Regions from separate parts of the Zea mays genome. Here region 2 is linked to region 1. A link is a contact called in public Hi-C data. All regions are on one chromosome and are shown on one strand. Each heading gives the region's core, a stretch centred on a gene start, on an enhancer-like site or on the middle of the called end of the contact. The rest is flanking DNA. Distances are from core to core; before and after follow the strand shown. Region 1 holds the start of LOC100193955. Region 2 holds the start of LOC103633215 (rab3 GTPase-activating protein catalytic subunit).

Region 1 (4,434 bases), core at 1,417-3,916:
GCAAGGAGCATAACTCAAACATGGTATTCATCACTTCTTTTAGTGTCGATCAACATATGGGAGCAACTCAAGAGCTAACTGATCATCTTTTAAGGGTTCTAAGCAAAACTAACGGCAACACAAGAATTGTTCCAATGCACCTAAAAGGTAGATAAATCTCTACAAAGCTATCTTCGAAGGCCTGTTCGGATCAGAGCACAAGCATTAGGACACTTGTGCTTGCAACTTATATGTTGTACTCGCTAGACACATTCAGTGTGACACTTGTGCTTGCACCGGATATGATGTACAACAATGGCTAGTTCAGAAAACTAGTTGTTGGAGTGGCACCGCCGTGTCCGGTGTAGTGGAAATGTTGGTATTGGACATGTCTAGTGTCCTAGAAGTTGCTGAGTGGGTTTCTAACAACTAATTTCACCCATTGGGGCTATTAATACCCCTAACTTAACTCCTTGAGGTGTATTTCTCCTTCTAATAGTTGAAGCAACCATTTGAGAGCGATGAAGACCCTTTGCATGGTGAATATTAGAGAAATGGTAATCATGCGATTAACAAACTCATTAGTGCAGTAGGGACATAGCTAGAAAAAATTTAGGAGGGACTTAATTAAACCACTACATCGATACTAAATAACTCATAATAGACATATGTAATAGTTCGAAGTAGTGTTACTTTGAAACATTGAAAGATAAAACCATAAAATACATAATGAGACTATATTATATATGTTTTAAATTTTAGAAGGGGCTCTATGGACTTGGGAGTAGGGATGACAATGGGGAATTCTTCGTCGGGGAATAGCTCCCTATCCTCGTCCCCGCGATGAAAAAATTCCCCCGCGGGGATCCCCACGAACGCTCGCGGGGAACATTTCTTCTCCATCCCAGTTCCCCACGGGGATAAATCCCCAATGGGGATCCCCATCCCCGTTTAAATTATAATTAGAACATACGTCCTTTGTTATTAATGTAAAACATTGTCACTTATACACATTGTCAGATGTAAGAAATCATTATGTATACATCAAAATGAACACATTTGTATAATTAGTGGTCTCTTGACAAGGTCATTATATATATTTATCATTAACTAGTACACGAAAACATCATCACATACAAGTTTAACGGGTCCCGTGGAGAATGGGGATAGAGAATGCTTCCCCGTCCACATCCCCGTTTACCCGTTGGAGGATGAATTTCCCCGTTTATATCCCCGCGGGGAAAGTTTCTTCCCCATCCCATCCCCCAATGGAGGAATTCCTCGTGGGAAATCGGGGATCGGGTTCCCATTGCCATCTCTACTTGGGAGTGGTAGGAGGGGCTAGAGCCGCACCTGCCCCATCGCTGTCTGAGTGGATGGAGAGTGACTTGTGTGAATCTACCACCCATATTAGGCTCATCATGGTTAAATGAGGATCTAGTGCTTGTTACTATTGGTAACCAATATTACCTAGATGATTCGGTGACGATTGGGGTGTTGTGACCATCTGAAGAATTTGTAAGTAACCGGACCGATATTTTATATATGGTTGTGAGCGGTTGTTGTGTTGGAGTGACAAAGAACCAATGTGCCGTTTGGTTCACATATTGGTAATGTAATGAGTAACCGATAACGTTAAATCATGTTTGTTTAAGTCCAGCCGTAATTGATATCACACTATAAATGGATACTACCTTATTCAAATTTGTTACCGCCAATATTTGAGTGTGAATCATTACCATTACCATTTACGTTACATTTCGTGAACCAAACGGCACCCAACTTGTATAAAGCACTTGGTCTTTACATGTACAGAGGGAGTGCCACTGTTGTGTGGTTACTCCAACGAGAATTAGTGGAAAGTGCCGATTCTCCGAAAACTTATAAAACATCGAGGAGTTTTCTATCCCTTAATTTAGCATACACATTTATCTTTGGGCATTTTTTTGTAAGAATTTATATTTCTAGAACTACAACGATAGTATAATGTTGAAAATTATGGTACAAAATTTCTATTTACACATTAGACACTCAAATAAAGTCGGACTTACAGTTAAAACTTAATTTACATAGGATTTTTTAGAAAAATAATATACCATCTTTTTAAACACGATGATCCTTTCATATACACGTGCTACCTTCGTTGTACACATAGGGCGTGATTGGTTCGCCCACTGCTCGCGCGCAGGCTACTCGCGTGCATTGACTGCGCCTGCGAGCACGTTTGGTTGGCTGCACGGCGCCGTCCAGGCTCTACACGCGCGAGTGCAAACAAGATTATTTTGGGCTCTTTCATCTTCATGCGAAGGGAAGTGGCGCACTCTCGTTTTGATCGGGACATGCCCGCGCGAGTGAGGCGTGCCCGTTGCCGTGAACTAATCACACTAATAGTGAAATTAAATTACTATTTTATACTCTAAGATAGTACTCTCTTATTCTTTTTTATTTGTCACGGTTTAGGTCAAACCCTAAACTAGCAGACGACAAATATTTGACAACGGAGGTAGTATGTTTTAGCTCTTAATTTTTATATATATCTTTAGATAGATGATAATAAATCTAGGTATATATATAATACGTATATCAAGTATTATATGAATTTATTATTTTTTCTAAAACAGTTTTTAATTTAAGCAAAGGAAGTATATAAAAACAACTTGAGCGGAGCTGTATCCCAACTCCCACAGTTTCAGTTCCGTTTCTCCTCTGCAGTCCCAACTCTCCTTTCTTCCCATTCCCTTTTTGCCTATTCCACCCCGCCACACCTCTCCGCGGCACCGGCCGTAGCACTAGAACATCGGCAGGCGCGCGCCTCCTCCCCTCCACGCCTCGATTCGGATGAAGGCGGAGAGCGGTGGCGTTGTCCGCCGGAGTCTGCAGAAGACGGAGTCGGCGGAGATGCGGTGGGTGGTCCCGGGGGGCGCCAATGAGGACGTGGAGATCGAGAGCTCCGACGACGGCAGCGTGGACACCTCCGCCACCGCCTCGGGCTCACGGGGCGGCGGGTGCTCCGACGAAGACGAAGGTTACGAGAACGATGAGATGCTGCGCCAGCTTCTCGTGCGCACGGGCCCGCGCGCCGACTCCTTCGACGTCGAGGCGCTCGATGTCCCCGGCGTGTACCGTCACCAGGTCCCCGCTCCACCCACTCCTATTTTCTTTGTTGAACTGCTTGCGGCTCTCAGTGGCGGGGAGGGCTTCGTGGTGTTAGCCCGTGTCAGGCTTCGCCCGTGCGGTTTCCCGTTGATTGCTTCCTGGCCGCGACGCGCGATCCAACAACGTTTCTGTGTCAGGCGACTCTGCCTTCACCTTATCTCTTGTTTGCATGATGTACCGTGGTGATGAGGGGACTTGCAGGTTCGGAGTAGTACAGCATAGCATGAACGAAATGTTTGAGGGTGCTTATTGTGGCTTGTAGGGTCGTATTGCTTACCATGAATGAATGCTTGAGGGTGATTACCGTGGTGTGTACATGTATGCAAAATCTTTTGCAGCACTAGACTGGTGGTTCTGTCATACAGAGCTACACACTTCTGCTATTTATTTTGATCGATCGCTAGATTGTGTGAGCTTGTTGAAGTGTTTTTCTGGCTGTTGGCTACCTAGCGGATGCACCCTTGTAGTTGTTTAGTCTCCTAGGCCGTGTTGATCCATGATATAGGGCTTCGGTTCACTCTCAATCCATGTGAATTGAGTGAGATTGGGTCGATCCTACCCAATACACTCCAATCCACATGGATCCATGTGGATTGGAGTGTATTGGAATATATTGGGTTAGATTTTGACTGGCTATGGATTTAAACCGACTCAATACCACTCAATCCACATAGATTAACGGTGAAACGAAAGCTCTAAGTGGGTGGTTTCAAGTGTATGATGTTACATGCAAGTGAGATGCATGTGTTGTTGCTTATATTAGATACAATTTTTAGATTCAGGATTTTATTATAAAGGGTAACATCTGCCCTAGAGTCTCCATTTTTTAGTACTGTAGCAACATATCTGGCAATTGTTCTTCATGAAACTTATGTTGTTTTTTACCTTTTGGTTGACCAATTATAGACTGGGCATTTTGATGTGGTATTTTGAACGAGTACAAAAGTGTCACATCAAATTAGGCTTACTGGGTTTCACAAGAAAGCCTTATTTTCTTCTTTATCTTTGATACCATGGATGCCTGACCGGTACAATGATACTAGTGTGTTATATTTTTGTAGATGAACGTTGAATTATTAATTTGATCTGCAAGTCACTTCACTGGTGAACTTTCATTTCTTGAATGTTTGGCTGGTTGCCCATAGACATTTGAGTTAATACCCTATATATTACTGGTGATATTATGATGTAGATATCGACACATTTAACGAAGAGTGAACATTTAGTTGGTATTATGGATAGCAATTCTGGACTCTCTTGTCTTTGAGCTACTCAGAAACAGCTGGTGCTGGAATGAGC
Region 2 (4,434 bases), core at 1,353-3,852, 260 kb before region 1:
TGTCAGGAAACTTCGCTTCTGACAACCTGGGTTCTGATTTACCAATACTTGCCTGATTTAGCAAGGAATCCAGTGACTCCTTAGCTGCTTTTCTTCTTTTTTTCCTGGCAATGCAGCAATTTACAACTTGGATTTCCTGATGTAGTAAACAAGAATTCAAATCTGGAGCAACCTCCAGTGGCATACGAGGCACAGGTTGCCAATCAGACCATAGTTTCCTCAACTGCATGTAGAAAAAACAATTGTGTTTACATTTTATTGATTATTCGTATCTACTAAATTAGTGCTGTCATATGTAATGACTAATGACCTTATACCTAGTTTAGTATTACCAAGAAACATCCTGACAAAGTAGTCTTTCTGAATGTTATATCCAAGATACACTAATTGCAAGGTAGTTGTCTAACTTATGAGGAGCAATTTACCTAAATACTACCCACCTCAAGAACAACTGACTGCCAAAAAAATGCCATCTTGTGCACAGAACTAATGCTGCCAATAACCACTGCTAAATGGTGAATAAAACTTCCAGGTGGTGCACCATGTAGATCCTTGGACACAGATCTTGAATGAACCAATTCAGGGAAACATTGACTTGCTTCGAAGGAAAACTGTTCCTCTGATAAGAAAATTGTATTTCACAATTTCAAATGACAATGCAAAGTAAAACCCTCAGCACATTGAATAAAGCATACCTAATTTGAACAAGGAGTACATCAAAGATTAAAGCATACCTAATTTGAACAAGGAGTACATCAAAGATTGAGTTTCTTCATCACCAAAAAAATCGGAGCTCGATCTTTCTTCCTTGTCACGTCGAACAAGTGATTTAACAACAGACAAGCTCAAACCTCCCTTATCTTTCAGCAATTGTTCTCCAGTATACCTCATATCACTCATTGACTTGAAACTTTTCCCATTTCTACAAGAGCACGACATGATTTGTACATTTCATATACAAAATATTAAAAATTGCCAAAATGAATCCACTCATATAAATAGGAAGTTTATATGACATGTGAATCTCCAAATGATGCAACTTTGCTTGCAGAACTGAATGTACTCTTACCCTTAAAAAAATGGACAAATGGTATTATTGTAGGAATGAAAAAAAATGATAATTTAGCTTGTTTTAAACAGTTCCATATATTTTGAATATTATGCTGGATGAGGTGCACTGCAATGCTTGCTAAGGAACATGAACTTACTCAATGGCAGACACCAGTTGTTTAACTATTGAAGCTGGAGGAAAGGTCAGTTTTGTTGAACAGGTTGATTCAGTTGGTATGCTTGAGGAATCCTCGTTCTCTGGGGGGCTTATTTCTAGGACCTGGGACCACGAAGTTTTGAGTAGCATACGTGAAGATCCAGCTGATTAAATAGCCAATTGTGCTTATAACAAGAAATGAAATGAAATAGAGAATTTAAGCATCCAACAAAGAGGCCTTTTGTGTACTTAACAAAAAAAAGGGGGTTTCGATACTAACTGCAGAATTATGAATATTGTCCCTAACAGCTCCCGCAAACTCAATATCCAGTCCAATCCACCAGAACCGAATGCTCCATTTGGCTGTGTTTAACACACCCAACTGCCCCAGTTCGTCATAAAAAAATTGCTCAGGGGAGGCTCAGCACACACAGCCATATGCTTCCATGGAATCTACACCCTGGAGCATTGACAAAGCCCAACAAAGAAGTGACAGGGTAACTACTACTAACTGAAAGGCCTTGATTTTCTAACAAGCCTCCGCAAAGCTTGAATCCAGAGCTTCACGATTCTGCTGAGCCACACTGTGAGAACAGAGAAGCACACAAGCCAATAGCAGTTCAACTGCCTGGAACAGCAACCACTTCCACCACAAGTCGACATCAATTCACCAATCTCTCCGTCACAATCAGCTCAACTGCTCGGATTCAGCACCATTACCACCAACCCGCGCGAGCACCGGACTGAATGGAGCAGCACCCAGTTGGAGGAGTAGAACGACAAGAACCCCGTACCTCATCACGCGGCGACGGCGGCTTCACGTCCGGCTCCCGCCCCGTGGCGCTCGCTTCGGCGGCCTCCCGATCCAGAGACGTCCTCGGCGACGGCGCCCGGCTACGCCCGCCGGATCCTTCGGCATCTGCGCCCCCACCCACCACAACCGATCCCACCCCATCCCCCGCCCGGGAGCTCATCAGATTCGGAAGCGAGAGCGAACAGCGAGCGCGAGGACCCCGCGCCGACGGCACACGTACCTCGGAGGTCGGCCTTGATGTCGGTGAGCACGCGGGCGGCGGCGGAGTGGATCGCGGTGCGCGCGCGGGACACCAGCGACTGCGGCGGCTGCATGGTGTGGCCTACCTGGCAGTGACCCGGGGCCGCGCAGGAGGTGGGAACATGCGGAGGAAGGGGAGCCGGAGCACGGGGGACTGGAAGAAGGGAGCCTTGTATTTTGATTTTAAAAAACGGGATTTGGTAGTGGCAGCGGTGGAAATTCAGGGGCACGTCCGATCCGGTCGTGCTCGGCCGTTGGATGGCTGGGCTGTGATGGGGCGGCGGTGGTGGTGGCATCGTGGACATGGGCATGGCTTGTGTGAGTTTTTTGAGCTGTTTTTCTACCGTGTCCTTGCTTGATCTGGTATATTTATAGGGCACTATCACTTTGAAGGGGTCAGCAGCTGATGATGGCGATGTATCTGGCACGAGGGAAGTTTCATGGTGTATGAATTACGAAGACGTCAAAGACGCATCGGGATCTCAGGCCGTATACTACACACACACTATGCAACCAAAAAAGACGTGGTTTGTCTTTCGTTGATGGATATACTCGTGTTTAGAAAGTACGCCATTTGTCTTTTGTAACTTGGCTACACATGCTTGTAGAAGAAAATGGCATAGCTTTCCGTGGTGTGTGTGTGTGTGTGTTTGTTTACGGAGCCGTTGAGATCACAGCGTCGCTTTCGCGCTGCAATCACGATGCCATTTGAACATTTCTCTGCTCATGTAAAATTCCTCGGTTTCGTGTCACGCGAGCACGTACAAGCTTTCTTCACTGCTCAGGACTCCATCTGGGACCTCTTCCCGGCTGATCATCTGCTACACCCTTTTTAGTCAAGGTACGACAATAATCACCGACAGAACCGTGTGCGCGATAGACAGAGTCAATCAGCGACCAAATTTTAACGGCCGGGAATTCTGGAAGATTTCACCACGAACCGAGCAGTGAAGTTCCAGTCTCAGCGAAAGCGAATGGCTCAACTCGAACCCGCACATATTGTGTTGGTAATTTTTCGAAACTCCTCCCAAAATCTTTCCATCTCTTCGGACTAGTTTGGGAGCGCGAAGACTGGAGAGAATTAGAAGAGCTAAAATATTTTTTATTTAAAATTAAATATAAAGGTAACCACTCTTGTATAAGCATGTGACAGCAGTGAGAACATGTAATTGAAGTCGGACATGATCCAACCATGTGATACTTTAATAAGGAGATCTGAGCAGTGTAGCAAAGTGTCACACGACTCTACCTCCATTATAAAAGCTTGGCAGATGGTAATAATGTTTGTTAAAATTATGATTTTACAACTGCACTTTATAATTATCACGGTAGTATCATAGTTTAGCCAACTAAAAAAATACTAGCTACTATTTGAGTATAACATTATACCATAGTATTTATGTAAAAGCTAGCCATATTATAAAAACTTTATATTGCCTCAGAAAAATAAAAACTTCATAATGAAATGAAGTTTTCAATACTCTAAAAACACCATGTTATGCAAAATACTATAATTAAAATCAATGCAAACCATACACCTTATGACACAAAATATTATGGTGTTCCTATAAATCATAGTATCACCTAGAAACTATAATCATAATTTACTTCCAAATAGGTTCCAACAAGTGAGAACAATTATGTTGCAGAAAAATAAACAGAAGGGATCATATCAAACCAAGGACAGATGTAGACATAGTTCAGCACTAATAGCAGTATTTATGCGGCCTAATTAATCTGAGATAGCTAGGCTTTTCCCTTTTGTAACTCAATTTTTTATTGTAGTCTTTTTAATACAATTTCACGTTGCACTCTTGATGGAACTAAAAGAATCCTAGATGTCATCACTGTGATCTAAGACACTGATGTTACATGGCTTGCTGTCATAGGTCATTGCACCACAGTATCATACCAAAAATAGTGTGGACATCATCGTGGCCTTGATGTGGCACAACATCATAGCTCGTGGCGCCGAGGTCAGTGCCACAGATCTTCATGCTAACCTTGGCTCCACGAGCTACGGTGTTGAGCTCTAATTTAAACAAATTTAGTAAGTTCCTACGCCAAGGCTACCCTAAACCCTCATATGTTAATAATGTTTGTATTGAAATGAAGTTTTCAATACTCTAAAAACACCATGTTATCCAAATACTATAATTAAAATCAATGCAAA

What was found. A called contact is a pair of places that touch in the nucleus more often than the background predicts.
Region 2: a contact with region 1 is called in a Hi-C map of bundle sheath, with 2.1 times the contacts expected there. The contact joins the promoter of LOC103633215 here to the promoter of LOC100193955 in region 1. A contact is called at or near these places in 4 of 25 Hi-C or Micro-C datasets (bundle sheath, ear, endosperm and 1 more).

What each region holds. Positions count from the first base shown.
Region 1 is chr7:161,189,482-161,193,915 of Zm-B73-REFERENCE-NAM-5.0, reverse strand. It overlaps LOC100193955, which reads left to right and starts at 2,666. Exons shown (of 10, transcript NM_001359359.1): 1 at 2,666-3,111. The coding sequence starts at 2,818.
Region 2 is chr7:161,447,792-161,452,225 of Zm-B73-REFERENCE-NAM-5.0, reverse strand. It overlaps LOC103633215 (rab3 GTPase-activating protein catalytic subunit), which reads right to left and starts at 2,602. Exons shown (of 13, transcript XM_008654909.3): 1 at 2,242-2,602; 2 at 2,002-2,126; 3 at 1,209-1,330; 4 at 735-922; 5 at 441-619; 6 at 1-223. The coding sequence starts at 2,572.